Regions from separate parts of the Mus musculus genome. Here regions 1 and 3 are each linked to region 2. The links are chromatin contacts, called in public Hi-C and promoter capture Hi-C maps. All regions are on one chromosome and are shown on one strand. Each heading gives the region's core, a stretch centred on a gene start, on an enhancer-like site or on the middle of the called end of the contact. The rest is flanking DNA. Distances are from core to core; before and after follow the strand shown.

Evidence for each region. Promoter capture Hi-C pulls out the DNA fragments that hold promoters and counts their contacts. A called contact is a pair of places that touch in the nucleus more often than the background predicts.
Region 1: a contact with region 2 is called in a promoter capture Hi-C map of neural stem cells. The contact joins the enhancer-like site here to the promoter of Wdr60 in region 2. A contact is called at or near these places in 6 of 39 promoter capture datasets (3T3-L1-derived adipocytes, the C10 cell line, the HPC-7 cell line and 3 more), 1 of 484 Hi-C or Micro-C datasets (uterus), 3 of 115 datasets of contacts at active chromatin or transcription factors (bone marrow-derived macrophages, pancreatic cancer cells and stem cell-derived neural progenitor cells) and 1 of 9 other capture datasets (pancreatic islet).
Region 3: a Hi-C map of cerebellum shows a contact between it and region 2, with 2.5 times the contacts expected there. The contact joins the enhancer-like site here to the promoter of Wdr60 in region 2. A contact is called at or near these places in 11 of 39 promoter capture datasets (the 3T3-L1 cell line, 3T3-L1-derived adipocytes, the C10 cell line and 7 more), 6 of 484 Hi-C or Micro-C datasets (the HL-1 cell line, brain, cerebellum and 3 more), 4 of 115 datasets of contacts at active chromatin or transcription factors (astrocytes, embryonic basal ganglia, embryonic forebrain and 1 more) and 2 of 9 other capture datasets (adipose tissue and liver).

Annotation. Positions count from the first base shown.
Region 1 is chr12:116,579,630-116,582,329 of GRCm38.p6, reverse strand. Ptprn2 (protein tyrosine phosphatase, receptor type, N polypeptide 2) reads right to left here. Exons shown (of 23, transcript NM_011215.2): 2 at 1,881-1,931. Among named protein-coding and RNA genes, the nearest start is that of Ptprn2, 95 kb to the right of the region's middle. Within about 2 kb of position 1,324, at least 51 of the 459 cell types and tissues checked have an H3K27ac peak or open chromatin away from gene starts, as enhancers often do. A contact at or near this core is called in neural stem cells, pancreatic cancer cells and uterus, where this site is marked.
Region 2 is chr12:116,261,654-116,264,353 of GRCm38.p6, reverse strand. It overlaps Wdr60 (WD repeat domain 60), which reads left to right and starts at 1,329. Exons shown (of 22, transcript NM_146039.3): 1 at 1,329-1,503. The coding sequence starts at 1,489.
Region 3 is chr12:116,621,736-116,624,435 of GRCm38.p6, reverse strand. The region is part of intron 2 of Ptprn2 (protein tyrosine phosphatase, receptor type, N polypeptide 2); the gene reads right to left. Among named protein-coding and RNA genes, the nearest start is that of Gm31336, 130 kb to the left of the region's middle. Within about 2 kb of position 1,260, at least 21 of the 459 cell types and tissues checked have an H3K27ac peak or open chromatin away from gene starts, as enhancers often do. A contact at or near this core is called in cerebellum and muscle stem cells, where this site is marked.

The DNA.
Region 1 (2,700 bases), core at 75-2,574, 320 kb before region 2:
TCTCATTCCACCCAAGCACTTTAATTTTTTTATTATATTTAAAAATGCTATATGCTTTTTTTTAATGAGCTAATAAGACTATATATGCCTGCCTCATCTCAGGAAAAGGAGTCATGAATTAAAGAGACCCCCCACATATGAATGCAGGCATCCTGGACTCCATTCCACACCCTGCCCCATGGCCACCTGTCCATCTTCACTGAGACTGGCCACACCTCTCTGCTCCACCAGCTAGCAGGATGAATTATACAGTCACCATGACAACAGTAAATCCAGGCCAGCAACAACAGGATGTTATATTTCTTAGGACTCCTGTCAGCCACAGCAAACACCCAGCCTGCAGCACTTGGGCAGCCTGCCTTGCCATTTCCCAGACCTAGCTGCACTAGAAAAAAAGGTGTCAAATACTGTCTGTTCCCTTACACCAAGACCTGAATATCTATATTTACATTTAAATTGCTTTTCTTTCCCAAAGAATAGAAGGCTATTATCTTAATAATGCATCTTTCACTGAAGGTTAGGAAGGCAAGTTGGAGTTGGGGGAAGAAAATAAACCAAAGAATGATTCTGGTTCACTTTTAGACTTTCTTTCTGCAGAGGGAAGAGGGAAAGTTGTGTCTGCTGTCATTAGTGCTATGTCTCTGGTTAGACTGAACACACACACACACACACACACACTGCGTCCTTCATCATCAGAGCTTGGTGAGTATAAATTGACCATATTTAGCTGAGAAGATACTTTTAAGATAATCTACTTAATGCTATCTCCCCAAAGCAGCACAAAGTCCAGCTCAGGGGGTCAGGGTCCTGCCAGCCAAGGCACATGGTCCTGGCCTGGCCCATCACAGAAATCGTCCTGCAGAAAGCAAGCACAAAACCGAGATGGAGACGGTTGGCATTCTGCTCTCCTTTCTTCCCAGGGCCAGCTCTTGCCCTTCCCTGCTGGCCCCTGCTGCCAGCTCAGACACACACACATACAGTCCTCCCTAACTGAGATTCCTGATCTAGGCCACAGGGCTGGCCCTCGGCATGGCCCCAAAGCACTTGGTTTAGTGTTTCGGACAGACAAAGCTTGACATTTGCACTCAAGGAGGGGCTTGGCCTGGGGCAAGTAGGGCACCCTTGGCTATGCAGGGCCACTTAAGAGTACGAGGGCATCTGTGGCAGCTCAGAATTAGCAGCAGCTGCAGGAGGAGGCTCCCCTTCCCCACGTACAAGCTAAAGACGGGCAGGCAGTAAGCTAAGAAGAAAGAGTGTGTGCTTTGTCAACCTGCCTGGGGTTCCAGAGGGCTACTACACACCCAGTCTCACTCTGAAACACATAACTGTGACCTTCCAGCATTATCTCCACCTCTCCCCTTGTTCAAACAGCAAACTACCCAGAACTTGGCACCCATTAAACACACACAAAGTCATTTTCTTCATTTGAGAAGTCTTTGGCCACTCCCCTTCCTGTTGACAGCTACTCATCCAACATTTCCAGGAGCTAGCCCTAGGAAGGACTTCCTGTGAGATCAACATGAAGCCATGAAAACAGAAAATGTGCAGGCATCAAGCACAGGCTGGGGGCAGGGGGCCAAGTAGAGCTAGCACTGAGGAATGCCAGCACACTAGACTCAGGTTCATTCTTTCTTCCTTACCACCAGAGTCCATCACCAACAATGCCCCTTCCTCCTGAAGAACAGGCCTACACTCAGGGACTGAGGCTGATAGGCACTGAGACACACATCTGTGAGTAAGAACTCTCTCCCTATCCCTAGCACCCAAAGACAAAAAGCTCTGCGTCCTTCAGATCAAAGGTGTGGAAGCCACCCTCTAGTCCACAGCAGAAGAAACAGATCCAAAACTTCAGCAATGCCCCAAGCATAATCCGTACTCACCGTTCACACAGGTCTCCAGTGATCCACACAAGCCATCCTCAAACAAGCATCCTAGATAAAAAGACAGAAGAGAAAGAAGTCAGTGACAGAGAAACCAATGGCCTTGGAGGCTTGAAAAAAAAAAAACCCTCCCCACCCCCATACAGACTCCTTGGATCTGCTTCTTCGTGATGGTGCTGGATTATTCTGAAGCCATTCTAACAGACCTCTGTATGATCTGGACAACCTGTCTATCAGGAGGATTGGTGGCATGTCCTGTGCCTTCAAGTTCACATCAGAGAGAGGCCATGTCCTTGGCATGGCCATCTATCTATGCAGATATGCCCCCTCTAGCCTCACAGCATTTCTAAACTGCCCACCCAGGGAAGTCAGGGCTTGAGACTGAGCTCACAGCAGCATCATGGACAGAAGTATACACAATACCAGAAATGGGCCAGACCTCTGGACCTAATCCAACTGTGCACACTAAGAAGGATTCTGAGATCCTGATTTCTCATGACTCCATGGAGACTGGTTATGTGCCTCTGCATGGGGACAATGACAAAGAAGGAAAGGTCATGCAAAGAGAAACAGAGGCTTGGTGAGTGTCAAAAGAATGGAGGCATTCAGAGGAGACTTCACTAAAGCCACCAAGGTGGCTAGCCTCTCTCACAGTGGAAACAGAGCCTGATAGCCTCCCATAAAACAGGGGACCAAAGCAAATGTACTCACAGAGCAACTGGATGTAATCTGTAGCCACCCTGAACACAGGGAAAAGATGGGAAGAGCAGGCAAGATCAGGGGGACATGAAAGACGTCTTTCTACTCAGATGAGCCCTCC
Region 2 (2,700 bases), core at 80-2,579:
CTCCCAGGCAGGCCATGCATCTGAACAGTGTGTGAATATTTAGGCGACTGCAGTGAGCAGAGAGTGGTGTTCCTTACTCGATCCTTCCCCTTCATTACCTGACTTTATTCTTTCCCCATGAACCTATCCCAACATCCAACTATAGCACCTGTCTCCCATTTGAATGCTTTGTAGCTTCACATTAAGAAGTTTTGTGTCATGACATTCAATACCCTTCACAAATTTGCACACACCTCCCTTTTCATCTCTAGCCATCTCTCCAGTCATGAAATCCAGACCCTTTGTTACAGGTGTGCTCTGCTCATTAAAGAAGCTTCTAATCACATGTGGGCTTTGGGTACTTGGGAGGTGGCTAGTCTTGACATATTCTGTAAGTAAAGAATTTTGAAGACACTACAAGTTTTTAAAAATACGTTAATACTTCAAATATATACTGCACGTTAAAGTGATAACAGTTTATGCCTGTCTCTGGTAAAATATACTATTAAATTTAACCTTTTTCAACTTTTGAAAATGTAGCTCCTGGGGTTGGGGAGATAGCTCCGTAGATAAAGCATTTGTCATGCAAGCACGCAGACCAGGGTCTGGATCACCATCACCCACGTAAAAGTCAGATGGGGCAGCCTGCTTCTAACCTCAGTGCTCATGAGGCAGAAATGGCCATAGGCAAGAACCAGTAAAATTCTGTAAGAACTGGACCAAAATAAACCACAGCCAACACCAAGATTACCTTCCCTCTAAGAAATGTACTGGATTAGTAGAAACAAAGATAATAGACCTTAAGCAAAGATGAAAGACTTAATGTATGTTAGTACCTTTTGTATGACAAGGATTTGGCTTAGTGACCTTTGTGTGGTGTTAAGTGAGTGGAAAGTCAAATTCTAACGTGGGTTACAGTAATATGTAACTTAGAAAAGTGTGCGAATAGTAAACTTCTCATCTGCAGAAAAAGCTCAGAATGCTAACATACGATCTAGATACTTCCTAAGTATCGCTAGGCAGACAGCCTAGTCTTGAACTCACAAAGATCCTTCTGCCTTGTCTCCATTGTAATAGAATTAACTAAAGGTGTGCGCTGCCGCAGTTGGCCACAAATGATTTTCATGAAAAGACAGTCTATAGGGTGTGAGTTGAGGAGGCAAAGCCTTGTTCAAGTATAAAGCTCAATCACCGTTTCCTTCCCATCTCTCGTTGTCAACTGTGAGGGTCAAAGAAGGATCAGACAAAGAAACTCAAGACATAAGAAAAGGCTCCTGCGTGTTTGCAGAAAACACGGGCGCGCAGGCGCGCGTGCTGGGGACGGCCGCGGGGCATGCTGGGCCAGCGCCTTCGGCCCGTTGCTAGGAGGCGGGGACGCCGGCCCTCCTGGGACCCAAGTCGCAGCAGGCCTGGCTGGCTGGTAGAGCTGAGCGACGGCGGGTTTATCTTCCTCCGGTGGCCCGCGCCTGCTGGGCCGAGGACACGCGGCTGTCCCGGCCTCGAGGAGCGATGGAGCCTGGGAAGGTCGGTGCGCCGCGGGGCCCAGCCTGGTCCGGCCCGCGCCCCCATTACCCCCCTCTTTCTTGGCAATGGAGATCGGGTTCCTCCTGGGCCTGCACTTAGGAGAGAGCTGGAGGCGGAGTTTGGGTCGAGGTCTCAGCTCTGCTGTTGCCTCTCACTTCTTAGCTCCAGGTGCGGTTTGTGGAGGAGTTTCTGGACTCATCCAGAGGCGAGGCTGAGTGTCAACTTCAGGAAGGCACAGGACTCCTGAAAAAAAAGTGCCGCAAGGTGAAACATGAGTCTCGTTAAGGTAGAAGGTTGTTGACTTTAACTTTGGTAGGTCGTTTATATCAAAAATCCATCTCTTAGGTTTTCCGGTTTGGTGCAATACAGGTTTTTAAAGTATGTCCTTATGGCCCTATTAACAACTCATGATAAATCCTATGAATTACCTTAGCGTCTATTATAAAGGACCCTTGTCTGCTTTAATTAATTTAGGTCTTCTCTTTCCATCTTTTAGTTTACTGGGTAAAAGTTTGCCCATTTTGTTGATCTTTCTGAAAGAGTCAGCTCTTTAGTTTCATTGATTCTTCGTACTGGTTTGTGTTGTTACAGTTTCTTTGATTTCAGTCCTGAGTTTGATTTTTTTTTTTTTGTGCCATCTACTCTTTTGGGGTTATTATTTCTTCTTGTTTTTCTAGGGCTTTCAGGTGCATCATGAAATTACCAATATAAAACCTCTCTAGTTTTTTGGTGGAGACACTTGGTGCTATGAACTTTCGTCTTACAAACTGTGTTCATTGTGCCCTGTAGGTTTGGCTATGTTGAATTTTTATTCAGTTTTAAAAAGTTTATTTTCCTCTGTGATTTTTGTTTTGACTCAATTTTCATTCAGTAGTAAGTTGTTCAGTGTCCATGAGTTTGTTTGGTATTGTTGATATTCAGCTTTACTCCATGGTGGTCAGATAGGATTCAGGGTGCTATTTCAGTTTTCTTATATGTATTGAGGCTTGCCTTGTGTTCTAATATGTGATCATGAGCTTTGGAAAAGAAAGAATATTCTTTAGAGTTTGGGTGGGATATTTGTGTGTGTGTTTGTCTGTCAATTTGACTTACGATATTTTTTGTTTGTTTTGTTTTTTCATTTGCTTTTTTAAACTCCAGCAACTTCTCTGTTTAGTTTTTTTTTTTTGGATGACCTGTCTGGATGGAAGTCAGGTA
Region 3 (2,700 bases), core at 11-2,510, 360 kb before region 2:
GATGAGGCATAGACCCAAAGGCCAGGGATATATTCCCAAACTTAACAACCTGCATACTGAGACAGTACAAGGCAGGCTTACAAATACGAGGTGGACTTCTCTATGTCGGATGAATCCAGCAGGTACAAAACCCCAGTCTACCTGTATAGCAGCAAACCCAGGAGCTGGGTGAGCTGTCGCCTGTCCTGTGCTGACAGCACTGGGAAAGGCTGGCAGAGGTGCGGCTTTTGCTGCACCTGGACCTGGTTAAGACCAGAGCAGCCTGCACTGCACACAAGGGCCTTGGTGGCAGTAGAAATTGGTGAGCTCTGCAGAGGCTGGAGATGAAGGTAGGATGGAGTCACACTGAGGACTAAAGTCATCAACAAAACGTGTAGCATCTGTGAGCAAGCGGCAGAAAATGGCTTAATACTGCACACTGATTTGTATGGCATTGTTGGGGCCACTGAATGTTGTGGATTGCACTGGCGCTGTTTGTATTTTGATGTTAATTCTGCTTCCTCAAGAGGGGCCGCCCCCGATGAGGCATGGACCATGTACTCAGGTGATTTCTCGAACCTTCTCCCCATTTTAACTGGTCAAATAAAGGCTAGAGCCTGTTATTCGGCAGTGGAAGGGAAAGGTGGGGCTGGAGGTTTTAGGGAGTGGGAAAAGAGTAGGGACGAGGATGACAGAGAAAGAGGGGGTGGAAGGAAGATGGAGCAGAACCACATGGCCTGGAGAAGCCACAGTAGCAAGGGATCTCATAGCTGGGGAATAGAGTAGTGTAGTGGTATATTTGCCCAATCTAGGTGTGCGGCTTATAAATATTGTAACTGAATTGTATGGTTTTTGCATACATAACCTTATTGGGGTTAGTGATTTACTTTAACAATTGACTGCCACAGACCCCACAAGCATCATGCAGACCATCACTGTGACTCACTTAGCCATACGATACAGACCGACCCATAGACTTCCAACCTGGCCAGAGAATTCCCATAAACAAAGCTGCCTCAAATATATCATCTCACACAGCCTTACAGCTTCACTAAACCTCCCAAAAAAACTTGAACAGCCTTCATGAAAGAAACACCAGGAGACCAAACCAAAGGGAGCACAGCAGGAGGGAGGAGGGAGGAGGGAGGAGGGAGGAGGGAGAAGGGAGGAGGGAGGAGGGAGGAGGGAGGAGGGGAAACTCCTTAAACAGGACTGTCTCTAGATGGAGAGTCTCCAGCCGGGCAGCCATCTGTCTTGATGGTGCCTGGCCCATGGTGCCAGCTGCTCCCACTCTGAGCTGTAGAACGACAGAATAAAGTACTCGAACCTCTGCAGAAACTCCTCTTTGGTGCAAACTGAACTGAAGGGGATAGAAGCTGTCCCAGCAGAACTGGTCAACAAGTCACCCAAGACCTCCAAGCAAGGAGTAGAAGCAGGCCAGATACAGAAATCAGAGGGAGCTCATGGCTCTGATATTTAACTGTGTGATTCTGAACACAGCAAATCCAATCAGATTTTCCACTGTTCCTATCAGGATGTTTTTAGCCACCACTCAGAGAAAATATGAGTCACACTGGCTTCAGTGGGGATGTAGGGGGTGGAATGAACATAACAGTTCCAGGAACCCGAGCCCAGGCTCAAGGGGCTCATTCCAAAGGTCTGAATACAGGTGTTACGTACTGATAGAGTTGAGGTGGGCGGGATCCACTAAGATTTCTTGACTCTTGTGGTTCAAGCCAAAACATTTTACCTGAGTCATGTGGTAAGATAAAATATAGTTTATTAACAAGGAAAAGGGTGCTTCAAGAATGAGCGAAAGCTAGCAAATTGGAAGAAAGGTGTACCCTCAAAAATAAAAAATGCTGCCCAAAGGGTCAATGGTCTTTAGCTGTCATTTATATAGTACATGAGCTCTCTGTTACACATAGCCCACATGGAGAAGGGTTTCCAGTCTTGTCAAACAGCTTCTTTCATGTTAGCCTGATGTCTGTCCATATCACCACTCTCCTGCCACACCTGGCAGGGCGGTCTGTTTTGTCTCTCTCTGATTTGCCCTTTAATGCTGGCACATCCACAGACTAGAATATGACTGAATCTTTAAAGAAGATGAAACTCTTTTTTTTTTCCCTCAAGTCGGGGGTTTCTCTGTGTAGCCCTGGCTGTCCTGGAACTCACTTTATAGACCAGGCTGGCCTCGAACTCAGAAATCCGCCTGCCTCTGCCTCCCGAGTGCTGGGATTAAAGGCATGCGCCACCACGCCTGGCTAAAAGATGAAACTCTTACAAGTGACTGTATGGATGAGCCTGGAAGGCACCATGCTACCAGAGATAAGCCAACCACAGGTCTCACTTAAAGGGACTAGCAAAGGCCATGAGAATCAGAGAAGCAAAAAGAACAGTGACTGTCAGTGGCTGAGGGAGGGAGGGGAATTATTCATCAGTAGATAGGGAGTTTTAAAAATTTGCTGTACAACACTTTACCTGTATCTATTGGGCACTTAAGACTGCGTTGGAAGGTTAGATTTTAAGTCAAGGATTCTTAGCATCATAAAGAACAGCCTTGGGTTTATTGCAGTAATGCCCCAAACATCTCAAACAAGCCAAAGTGTGTGGCACGCTGACTCACCTGCACCACACCCTCCATCCTCACTGTGTGCCAGGCAGGCTGGTCTTCCTGCATCTCTGGGGGCTGGGGGTGGGGGGATTTTTCCTGCCAGGATG